Regions from separate parts of the Anas platyrhynchos genome. Here all the other regions are linked to region 2. Evidence: chromatin contacts called from public Hi-C data. All regions are on one chromosome and are shown on one strand. Each heading gives the region's core, a stretch centred on a gene start, on an enhancer-like site or on the middle of the called end of the contact. The rest is flanking DNA. Distances are from core to core; before and after follow the strand shown.

Region 1 (4,097 bases), core at 120-2,619, 110 kb after region 2:
GTTGGCTGCTGTAATTTCATGTAGTTTAGACTAGTAAAACTCACAGGAACTTTTATCAACACATTTTAGCACTCTTCCCCTGTGTCACACTGCTTTCCATAAGTAGCTTTGGAGATTTTGAACAGGTAAACAAGAGGCAGATGTCAGACATCCAGATGAAGGTGAGCATGTGGGAATGCTAACTGCATTTGAATGGCTGTCCTGGTGCTGGATGATTCCACAAAGGAAAGAAGAATTGGAGGCTGCCATCTATATATTGAACTATCCAAGTCTGGGAAAGGCCCAGGAAGTCTACACAGTCTTTGGAGATGTGGTAAGATGACATAAAAAGTTCATAATAATATAATGCAAAATCCTCCACTGTGTGTCATCTGATGAGGATGTAGGTAACTACAGGTAACTAGTTATGGGCTTAAACTCATCTTAAATCTGGCTTAAAGGTAGCAGTGTCTTTGAGTGGCCTGTTAGAAAACAGACTGTGAGGAGGGGCAAGATAAATCTAAACATTTTCACAGCATATATTTGAGGGTAATTTTTCCTGTGAGTTCCCACTACTCCTTTATATGTCCTAAAGAAACATGACCCTGCTGCACTCTCTCTTACTTTTATGTTCCAGCCAGCTACTCGTGTAGGTAGCCAGTGTAACCTGCATTTGGCAAAGCCCACATTTCAGAAAGGTATCCAGCCCCGATCTGAAGAAATCAAGGGTTACAGAGTCTACTCCTTCCTGTTATAGCCTCTTCCAGTGGTTAATCTGTTTCATCATTAAAAACGTGGGCTTTATTTGTAATTTGACTGCCAAGCTTCATCTGGGAAGCCACTGTTCCTTGTTTGCCCTTCTCTACTAGCTTACATGGTGTAATACCTGGAAATGTTTTTTCCTGGACCATATACCATACTGTTATCTCTCAATCAGCTCTCTGAAATAATGATTTCTTGAAGGCCTGCTCATTGTAAAACGTTCTGTCCAGTCTTTAATTAACTTGTAGTGTTACTTTTGCACTTAACATCCTTATTAAAATACGAACAGCACAACTGAACACAGATTCCTGGCATAGCTTCACAACACACAGCCTCACAATGAGCACAAAGGTAAAATCTCCTTTCTATTACTCACTACTCCCCTGTTTATACAGCCAGGACCGCATTAGCCATTTTTTGCCACCTGGAGGTCAGGATGAGTGCCTAAAATCTTCCTGATTCGGTGTTTTCCTGAGCACTGTTCCCCCTTCCGTACATACAGCTGGCATTACTCATTCGTAGGTATGTAACTTTGCATTTGGTGATCCCACAGCATATTTCCTTTGAAGGGAGCAGCCTACCAATGCCCCAGCTCTGTGAGCTGTTAAGGCAGACCTCCCCTGCTGGCTGCAGCTTCTCCTTCCTGCACCGTCATGGTGCAGCCATGCCGGTGCACCAGCGATAACCAGCACCCCGAGCAGCAGCAGAGGAACAAGCACAGGGCTGGGAAGAACTACCGCTGTAATGGTAGTTACATCTCTTCCAACTCCACCCAGAGCTGCTGCCCCACAACAGCCCAGCATCACTATGGGGCCAGGGCCAGCAGCCAGCTGAACTCTGCAGTGCTGCGCAGGGGCAGGGTAAGCAGCAGGACTGGCACAGCACCATCCCCTCTAAGGCTGAGTTTGAGGGTGAACCAGGAGCAGAGCTCAGATGCAGATTCAGCAGCAGTCAGAAGTTGCCATTTCAAGATTTCTTTCACAATAGAAATTTCATGAGACTCATCACATTTCCCACATGCTCGCACATTACTCATCACTGCAGTATTTGAGCACCTTAGACCAGCTGTTTCACATGAAACCCACTTCCATGGGCCAAAATCTCAGGAGATTTCAGATGTGTAATAGTGGTTCCTGTTTGGTTTTGGGTCCCACACAGACCTCAAACTACCAAGACAGTTCAAAGACTTTAGATACAGAGGTTCTGCTTTGGACCGATCTTTCTTCCTTTACCAAAAAATCACTTTTTACATCATTTCCACAGAAGTCATTCTCTGTACATCTGTCTACTTAATCAGTGTATTTCCAGTGCGTTCTTTGTTGCACACTGTTTTAATTAGTGTTACAAAGTCTTGTATATTCAGCAAAAAAACCTACAAAATATGACAAATGTGATTAAATGTTTCAGTTTTGAGAACATCAGCTTAGGTAAGCTTTTACACAGTAAGGCATTAATAATCTTTTGCATACGATATAAAACAATTTTCTGTGATTGATTAAGTGCGTGCCGATCTTCACAATGATAACAATGGATGAACACTTTACTCATTGTGTAGGCAGATACAGTCAGAGAGATATACATAAAAAATTACCATAGAATTAGGAAGTAAATAAATGTGTAAGTCAAATATTTGTGCTTTTATCCCTGTAATCTAATGATGACAAAGTTTATCGGATATTTTACATTTTACTCAGCAGCAATCATGTGGTTATCATTGACAGATGAAAATAGAGAAGAACTGGGTTATGAGTTCCAATAAATAAAGCATTTGACTGAATTTGTATGCATCAGCATGTACGTGTTTGTTATACTCTAAATGAAACAGTGGGATACAAAAAAACCCTCAAGCTTCCCAAATGAAGTAACCGAGGTTCTCGCTATTAAAAGTTAATGTTATCATAATGTGTCTGGTGTGTATACACACCACTGCTCTCTACTGGGTTAAATCAGAAATGCTTATCTTTGACTGTAAATGCCTATACCGCAACTAAGTGAAAATGATTTTTTCTTAGCTCACTTGATAAGAATTTGTTTACAGAACAAGTAACAGGTTTTAATCCTGATGCTTAGCATAAATTAAGGTGGCCATCTTGTGTAACCTAGTGACAACGATCTCTGTGTAGGGCAATTGCACCTCAACTAGTATTACTATAAAGTAGACCTAAAATTACATTAAGAATTAAAAAGGCATGTTTTTAAACAGCTTCTACTCATTTAAATGGTATGAGCTACCCATTCAAACTGACTGCGTCTTTGTTTCATGCCTCTGGTCCCCATAGGCAGAGCCATCCCAAACACCAAGCAGTTCAAAGAAGCAGATAATTAACTACTGCCTATTGTACAAATTGCACATTTTCAATTAATGTTCTACCTCACAGGCAGGGCAGTTAGTTTTAATCAGTCTCATGACATCAACTATTGTGGTTACTGTTCTCAGATACTAGAAGGCACCTTGATGGTGCCACGCAGGCAGACTGCAGCACGTAGCCCTTCAATTGGTCTCAGCTGTGCGCAGTGCTCCTTCTGAAACATGTGAGAAGCAAAAAGTTGCAGGACAACAGAATCACTGAAGGTCACACTTCTTGGGAGACTCTGTGTATACGGAGATCAAATGTTTTTTAGTTGCTATGTTCATGGTTTTCAGAGCTTCAGGCCTACCCTGTGCCATTAAAGATGACATCAGAGCTGAGATGGACACAGAAAAGACTCAGAGCCATTTGGGCTTGGTGTCTGGCTTGCAGCACTTCAGACCAACCTTGAGACTACCCTAACAAACTTTGGTGGCCCCCTAGAAACTGCCAAAAGGCTTCCTTCTTGCTTTCTTTGTGTCCTGCACTGATCACAGATTAGTTGGTATAAAAGCCAGGGTTAATCTCTCTTTTTTTTTTTTTTTTTTTTTCTTTTTTTTTTAAATAGCCTTAAAAATTTCAACACTCCAGTGAATTAAAAATATAAAGTCTGGGATTGGGGTGGAGGTTGGAGAGGGAGGAGAGAACAGAAAACTCAGGGAGTAGAGCAAAGAAATACACTTCATTTTCACAAATAAGAGAATGACCTTTATAATGCAGTCGGAGCCTTGCTTCTTGTCAGTTATGGGTCAGTGCCCTATTACTGTATTGCCCACACACTATTATTGCAGCAATGCAATTGCACCCCTAGAGGGAGGTTGTGTCAACATTTCTATTACAAACCCCTCTTTCCAGAAGGTTAAAGCCTGCCTGTCAGCAAGGAAATAACTTTATTAAAAACAAACCCTGATAAAAATCCACTTGGCCACTTTCAAATGACTACAGCCATGTCCCAGCATAAGAAACATACTGGGTTCAAACGCTCTCATGCTACTTTAGAGTGGTTTT
Region 2 (4,146 bases), core at 554-3,053:
CTGTAGCACGCCTTGTTACTTTATATATTTTAAACTGTAACAGATCCTAAATAACAAATCTAAAACTGCTGAGTATGTTTAAATGTAATGTATACATGGAGATTACATCCAGATGATATACTTCATAGACCTATGATAAAAAAACACATTGCTTTTAACCACAACACTGGTCCTCTCCCCCTTCCTCCCCGGAAGCTTTCCCTGAGCTCCCAGTCTGCTTTAGGCACTGATCTTGAACATATTCCAGCTGATAGACAGATAGCTTTTCCCCTACTTCTGAATCGTGCCTCTCATGCTACTCAAATTTTAATACTTTATTGGCTCTCTCTCTATATACATAAAAATCTAAGATATCCTATCTTCCCAAGTCCATTTTCCTAGCTAGACTTTTTTTTTTTTTTCCCCCTTTAGTTTTAGCTGGTTCCTGGGCACCCTTCTGCTTGGTCCAGCTCCGGCCGGGGATGCAGAAACGAAGAAGGCCCACAGGTGGCGATGTGGTTAAAGTACACCTGGGCTGTGATTGCCGAGACTGGATTTACCAGTCGGCCTGTCAGAGGGAAGTCGGTCTGCTTTTTAGCACCAGCGCTTTCATTTGCAAGCAGATACTCCCGGCTGAAGTTTCATATACCTGTGTCAGGATGTTGCTTCTACGCTAGACTTGAACAGGAACAGGTTCAAAATATTATGTTGCCTTGGATGACTAAGAGACAGTGGCAGCGCACAAACGCATCACTCAGTCACACTGCAGCCGCTGGGTACGTACTTGATATCAGCAGTGGCAGTGTCCCCGCAGTGTGCAGCGACCCACCCGCACGCAGGGCTGCCCTCTCCCGTGGCACGCAGCAATTTTGGCCTGTGTGTACCTGCCACCGCTGCCTGCCTGCTGCTGCAGTTGCGGCGGTGTCGGACCAGGCAGCCTGACTGTCCTCACGGTGTGGCTGCTGCTTACGCCAGTGACCTAGAATCGAGAAACTAGCCTTGTGAAGTTTGCATCTTGTTTAACAGATCCTGGAAATGGGTGATTTGTCTGCCCCTTTGGCTGGAACCGTGGAGCCCATTTGGGTGTACTTGTTAGGCAGCGCCAGATGAGAGCCTGGTCCCACAGCCAGGCCAGCACCCGTGCTTGGGGGAGAGCCGTTCGCCAGGACAACACCCGTGAGTTACAGTGTCTGTGAAGGTACTGGGAGCGTTCTGAGGGCTGTTTTTAGCTGTAGGGAGGTGTGTTATTGCCTGTCTTGCACACTACACCTAGGCCTCAGAGGCGTTATTTTTCCACTTTCAAGCGTCCCTACTGAAGGGCTCTTCTGCTCGTCCTGGGGCGCTCTCAGCAGCCCAGCCGTGCCCACCACAGGCGCGCAGTGCTGCTGCCTGCCGGCCGCCCGCCCCGGCCCGAGCGACCCCTTCCGGGCCCCCGGGGGGCACGGGCAGCAGCGGGCCGGGCCGGGCCGGGCCGCGCCGCTCGCTCCCGAGCTGGTGGCCGCGGGGGGACGGCTGCGAGCCCCCGGCCCGGGGCGGCGGGGCCCGGCGGCGGCCTGCTCCCCGCCACCGGGACCCCAGCGGGGCAGAGGGGGCGGCGGGAGGCCGGTGCCGAGCTGGGAAGGGCGCGGAAGGACGGGGCCGGGCCGCCCCCGGCCAAGTTTCTCAACTGGTGGCCGGGCGCGGGGCGGGCGGCGCTCTAACGGCCGCTCCCCACCTGCCCGCCGCCTTCCTCCGCATTCCCCTCCTCCGCCTCCTCCTCCTCCTCCTCTCCCCTCTCTCTCTCTTTTTTTTTTTTTTTTTCTCCTCTTTCACTCATTCCTTTGTCTTCCCCGGGATTGGCAGGTTTTATTATTCCGCCTGAACAAGCCGGGGGCGGATTGGCTGCGGCGGGGCGGGCGGCGGGGCCGGCCCGGAGTGTAGTTGGGATTGCGCCCTGTCAGTAACACATGTGCGAGGGGCAGCGGCCGCACACGCACGCGGGCTCACGCGCGCTCACACCCGCTCGCACACCCGCGCGCGGCGAGGACACGCGCGCCCACGCGAGGCCGCCCCCCCCGGCCCGCCCTGCCCGGCTCGGCTCGGCTCGGCTCTCCGCTCCTCTCTCTCCTCTCCTCAGCTCCGCTCCGCTTCTCTCCGCGGCCGCCCGGCCCGGCCCGGCCCGGCTCGGCTCCGCGGGGAGCTCGGCAGCCGGCGGAGGGGGCGGAGGGGAGGCACAAAGTGCAGCCACATTGCCAAACTTACCCGGCGATTGCGGCAGCCGGCGGCGGCGGCGCCCTGCGTGTGCGGCTCCGGCGGCGGGGGGCTGAGCTCTGCGGCTCTGCCCTCCGGGGAAGCGGGAGCCGCGGGGAGGACCGCGGGCGGCCGCCCCTCGTAGCGGCAGCGGGGCTCGTCCAGCCCGGGCTGCCGCTCCCCGGGCTGGGGGCTCCCCCCGGAGCAGAGCCGCAGCGCGGGCGGGCGAGCGCGGCGCCGGTCTCCTCGCACGGCGGCAGCCTCCGCGGTGACCCCGAGCGACGCCGCTCCCGGCCTCTGGCAATATAGAGGGGAAGCAGGTAAGGAGCGCGGCCGCTGCCCTCCGCCGCGGGGCCGCCTCGGGCCGGGGGGCGGCGGCGGCGGCGGGCCCCGGGCATTGTCGCCGGCCCCGCGTACAAAGCCCGGCCGCCGCCCGGCCCCGCCGCCGCCGCAGGGAAGGGAAGGGACGGGGAGCAGGGGAAGGGCAGGGGAAGGGGGCTCCGGCGGCCGCCGAGCCCGGGCGGAGGGGCCGGGAGGGCGGGGGCGGCTCGGGGAAGCCGCGTCCCCCGGAGTAAACAGCGCTCCGAAACAGTGGCAGGAGAGATCAAAGTGAGCTCTCTGGCTTCGCTCCTCGCCGATCCCCTTCCTGCCCCCCGCACGGTCTTTTGTTTCGATGCGGGAGAAATCCGGTGAATCACCTAATTAAAACCAAGACATGAATTAAGCATCCATTTTTGTACTACAAATTGCCAGCTCTCTGCTCGTCCCTCCCTTGGTCTCCATTAAAAAAACACCAGAGACGCTGTTAAAAGGGGGGTGGGGGGGGTATTTCGCCTCTAGCTTCCAGCTCTGCTTTCTATTTCACTGACTCCTATCCCAGGACCTAAATTGCTTGGCTGTGTAATTACTAGAGTAAGCCTATTTAAGTTAAAAGCTTTTTTTTTTTTTTTTTTTTTTTTTCCCTCCCCCCCAACTCTAAATGAAACTTGATGAGGGCCCGTCCTTAGTTATCAAGGGAGTCACTTTCTGGTCAGTCCTCTTGATTCATCTTTTTAGATTTAATCAGCATTAAGGTATTGCTTGTCCTTAAGAGCTTTAGCTTAATGGGGTTACTGGATGCTTTTCTCAGTGTAACGTTTCCCATTTTATATATATTTGCCTTCGACAAAGACGGGCTAAGGTGGTAGCATGGAGTCTTTTTCTTTCTTTTAAGAAATCCGAAGTGATTTAAAGCGCAGGGAAACGGTTTAAAGGCTCAGAGCAGGAAATGCAGATTCATTTAGGCTGTAGCTGGAAACTGTAACAAAAGGCAATTCCTTGAACAAATGCATCAGAAATCAATTTACATAAAGGTATATGATGCGTTTGGATAAATGCAATGCTAATGGCTTTTAGAGTGGTTTTCTTTCCAAAGTCTCAGGGTTTTTGTTACAGCTTAATTGGTGCAGTTCTTCTGGTTTATTGTGCGGTCACTGGACATACCTCCAGGAACTCTTTCTGAGGAAATGTGTGTTTAAAATCGGCCTAAGTTCGCCGTCTCCTGAAGCCAAGTTGGGCCGGTGGCAGGAAAAGTTCGTCCTCGCTTCCCTGGAGGTATCGGGCTGAGCGTCCTGAGCAGATAGCCAGATGCCTCGGCATGAGCACACACGGCTTACAGAGGACAAAGACAAAACATGCTGCTTAATTGGCAGTAAATAACTTGATCTTTTTATAGTATAAGTGACTGGAGGAACACCGGGAGTTTATTGGACTCTGGATTGAAGGCAACAAATTAATCGGTTTAGAGTAAGCTTTATGAATTGATTCCTATATTATCTCTCAGTTGTCCTGCTTGCGTAAAGCGTTTATTAGAAAGTGAAAAATGCCCTTTGGTAGCAGTTTGGGTCAGCCCCAGCCTGAGCACTGCGCTTCGTTATCCTGCTGCTTTCCTGTGGCCGG
Region 3 (3,909 bases), core at 587-3,086, 80 kb after region 2:
TTATTACTAAAGCCTTTACACATGGACTGAAAATATTTCCTACTTCTCTCTGCCTTTCTAAACAGAAAGCTTATTCAAAGCCAGCCTGTAATGACCACTTTCTTCTGCAATCTTTGAATGGGCAGAACAGGTGCAGAAGAGCGATCTGCCCGTGCTATACATCCTGCTGATTTTACTAGCATTAATATGCAGGGTGGCCACAAACTTCGCAGTGTTTGAAACACTAAATTTCTTTGAATAATAATAATAGCTGGCATAAGAGAAATTCCAGGTGGCCTCAACCAGATGCTCAACCTAGTGTTACATGCCGTGGAAGCACAGAAGAAACTTTTGCTGAAAGTTGACAATATCAGTCAACTACCTCTAGAGGTGAGCCCAAGGCTGACTGCAGAGCTGAATAACCTTGAACTTGATGAGGGTGGATTTGCATTGAAATGTAAGGTACAAACCACTTCTGCTTTGGTCTTGCAAACACAAAACCAAGTCCAGAGCTCCAGTAAATTCTGCCCTCATCTCTGCATTTCCTGACAGGACAAAAACTCTTCTTTACCTTGATGTTGCTCCTGTAGATAGTCAATAGCTCTAGCACCCTTTCCTCAGGCTTATTCATGCCCTGTAGTTAAACCTTAAACGTGCTTGGACATGATTTCTACACAAAAGATATAAAAATCTGGAATTCACTTCTAGTCAGCGCTTGGTAGGTGAGTTTGTAACCACCCAGCTGCTCTGGCACCAGAGAGAACTGGGGCTTGCTGGCTGGGAGAAATTGAAGTGATGCAGGTGAAGACTGCGAGGAGAGGCTCCTTCTTCAGTAGGAGGACAGCACTCAGAATTTATTATGCAGTTACAAGGAAAGAGGAGGATGTCAGGCAGGTAGAAGCTTGGCTTTTAGAAAAAGCCTAAAACTTAGAAAAAAAAAAAAAAAGGCAGCTCAGAAAAATGCAGACGCTTTCCTGAAGGATAGGGAGCCCAAACCATAGAGTTTAGATGAAGATCCACACTTCTGAAAGCCTGAGAGTGTTTGGATGTTAGATGTTTGTTTCATCTCCACTGTTTTCTGACTCAAAAAATATTGACGCTTCCTAAAAACTAGTCCAGCTGGGCCCTGCTAGAAGCAGATTCTCAGATGCATAGTTGAGAAGCTGAAATGGCAATATTTAGAAACAGTCTGAGGAGGCTGCAGGCATGTCTCAACAGAGAACAGAACAGGGTCTTAGCAAGCCTGAATCTTGTGAAGGATTGTAGGAGGGCAAGCTATGAGATGGTCAGGCACTGTACCAAGTTAACTTTGCTACACCCACTGGCTTGTCATTTTCTTTGAAACTCAAGAAGAAAGGACTAATAACTGAATAGGGGAACTCAGTCATCCAAACAGGGTAACGGCCTCCTCCACTGGACTGTCATGCTTTTTTTCTTTCAGGTTTTGATGCCATTTAGCATTTAAACAGGTGGCATTTGAGTGGAATCAGTTTCTCCAAATGCTGTACCTTATATATTGAGTACCAAAAAGTTATTTCAAGGGCTGTGTTGCTATGTGATTGCAGAAACAGCAGTGCAGGGAGAAATGTCACCAATAAGAGCCTTTGGAAAATAGAAAACATTTAGCTGTTGTGAGATTACTTTTCTCTTTCTGTTTTCATTGTTTAGAAACATATAAAAAGACTGTAGTTTATATCTGCACTTTTGATAGGTTTTGTGACTCATACTGTGATTACAGCAAAAATATCAAAGAGGAAAAATATACATAACCCGTGGTTAGGATTAACCATGGGTCACAAATAATCAGTGTTTACAGCACATTTAACCTGGGTGCAGTACAGTTTGTTCAGATTTTATTTAGGGCTGAATATCCAGTGTTGTGTTTGGAGTAGTAAGCACACCACTGACATCAGCAAGGACAGGACTTGCCTGCTGAATGCCAAACAGAGTTTTGCTGAGCTCAACAGTCTGGAAGTTCACAAAACAAGAAGCGTTTCTTGCCATAATTAAACTGCAAAAAGCATTTGCTTAAAAAAAAAAAAAAAAAAAAAAAAAAAAAAGTTTTAATTACAATTGGCGTTTCCAATCCCAGTGCTGGAGGCGGTTGTCTTACTGAAAATTGATGTCCTTCACGGCACTGGCAATAGACAAACCCAGTGGAAAAGCCTGTAAACAAGTTTCTAGGCGAATTTAATATTGGTTTAACCACTGGAGAAAGCATTTTGGTTGTTACCCTATTATTAAAACAGGTTGGAAATGGATTCACACACTCTCCTCTGCTGAGTTAATTGTCATATGGTTGGCATCACAAACAACATCATTTTTCAGCAACATGGCCACCTCCAGCACTAAGCATGCAAATGCCAATTGTATCTGAAAACCGCTTTTCAGTTCTTTGAGCCACACAAACATTTTGTAGTTTACTTGTGATGAAAGACGATTCTTTTCTAAGAACAATGGAACTATTGGCGCGAGCAAAAGAAAGGAAGCTGGGAACCAGCTTTTCAAGTCCACTTGAATTGTCAAATAGACTGCTGAGCTCTTACTGTTGGGCAAACTTGGGCCTCATCTGAAGGCGTGAATATTAGAAATTCATCCCGTGCAGCACATCAAAGAACCTGTGTCTTGGTAGGACTGATGAACACTTACGCTACTGCTAGCTCCAACAGCGTGCAGAGGAGGGCTGTGGCCAATCTGTGTGTTGTGCTGCTGCCCTCCTTCAGCCCCCAAAATGGCTCCCCACAGCCAGTGATGGGCTTCCACACCGGAGGCAGGGCAGGCGCTCCTGAAGCAAGCTCCAAGTCAAACCATTTCTGTATGCTGGAGTCCTGATGAAGGGGCTGAAAAAGGGGCCTGGGGTCTATGACTGAACCTTGTGGTGCATCACTGACTAGGCTCACCAGAAGATCGTTGATCTTACTATACATTGATACTGAAATTTTCTTTAACAAGTCAGGGATGGGGTGAAAAGTAAACTCAATATGTAGTCAATATTAAAGGAAAGGATTATTAGGTCTTCTGCCATATCCACCTGTGGGATTCTGGGTGTTGACCAGAATAAAAATGGATGACAATTTACATCTTCACATCTATAACTTTTCTGTCTGTGCTAAAGAGAGAATCAGGAATCAGAATCTATCTAATTAGAACTGAAATGAATAAGACATGATGCAATACATTAGATACATATGCATCTGGTACAGCCTGACTAATTAATTAGACTGGGTGAAGATGGTTGGGGATAGAAAGACTCTCCCCAGTGCTCATGCTGGATCCCCTCTCCACGGGCTGCACTCAGTGCCTTGCTGTCAGAAAGCATCGAGGGCACCGAGCTAACACTGCATTCAGTGTAGGACAGAGCCCAGCGTGCACGGCAGGGGGTGAGAAAATGTAGAGAGGACTGGCAGATCCTTAATCTCTTCTCCACATGTTCACCATCCCATGCTGTCCCATGCCATGCCATGCCATGTCATGCCTTTTCTTTCACCATACCCTCCACCCCGTGTCCCCCCATGGCAGCACCATGCAGGCTCCACGACCATGGCAGAACTCCAGCTAACGAGTTGCAGTGCCGGCGGAGTGGATGCCACTGACACCTGAAGTCATCACTTTCCCCAAAGGACAGGACAGGGATCTCTCTTTCAGTTCTGTGCACATTGCAAGTGAGGAGTGCCCTTCCAAGGGCAAGCCGTCACTCGCTGCCTGGGAGTAGCAGCTGTGGGCCTTGCTTGAGGGTCAGCTTTTGTATCTGGTGGCTGTTATTTTGTCTTTGGCCATCAGTGCAAACCCAAGAGAATATCAGTAAAACCCTTGTTTCTTACACCAACTACTGGACCAAGAATTACTTGGGATGTTCACAACACATGGTGTAACTATACTGACTATTTGAGATTTTAAACAGATTTGCTGAAATGGTTCTCTCACAGGTTA

Evidence for each region. A called contact is a pair of places that touch in the nucleus more often than the background predicts.
Region 1: a Hi-C map of skeletal muscle shows a contact between it and region 2, with 3 times the contacts expected there. The contact joins the enhancer-like site here to the promoter of LMO4 in region 2. A contact is called at or near these places in 2 of 8 Hi-C or Micro-C datasets (liver and skeletal muscle).
Region 3: a contact with region 2 is called in a Hi-C map of F5 follicle, with 2.5 times the contacts expected there. The contact joins the enhancer-like site here to the promoter of LMO4 in region 2. A contact is called at or near these places in 2 of 8 Hi-C or Micro-C datasets (F5 follicle and small yellow follicle).

The regions. Positions count from the first base shown.
Region 1 is chr8:23,873,808-23,877,904 of IASCAAS_PekinDuck_T2T, reverse strand. No RefSeq gene overlaps it. Among named protein-coding and RNA genes, the nearest start is that of LMO4, 110 kb to the left of the region's middle. Within about 2 kb of position 1,369, at least 4 of the 8 cell types and tissues checked have an H3K27ac peak or open chromatin away from gene starts, as enhancers often do.
Region 2 is chr8:23,986,435-23,990,580 of IASCAAS_PekinDuck_T2T, reverse strand. It overlaps LMO4 (LIM domain only 4), which reads left to right and starts at 1,803. Exons shown (of 5, transcript XM_027462640.3): 1 at 1,803-2,528.
Region 3 is chr8:23,906,353-23,910,261 of IASCAAS_PekinDuck_T2T, reverse strand. No RefSeq gene overlaps it. Among named protein-coding and RNA genes, the nearest start is that of LMO4, 80 kb to the left of the region's middle. Within about 2 kb of position 1,836, at least 4 of the 8 cell types and tissues checked have an H3K27ac peak or open chromatin away from gene starts, as enhancers often do. A contact at or near this core is called in F5 follicle and small yellow follicle, where this site is marked.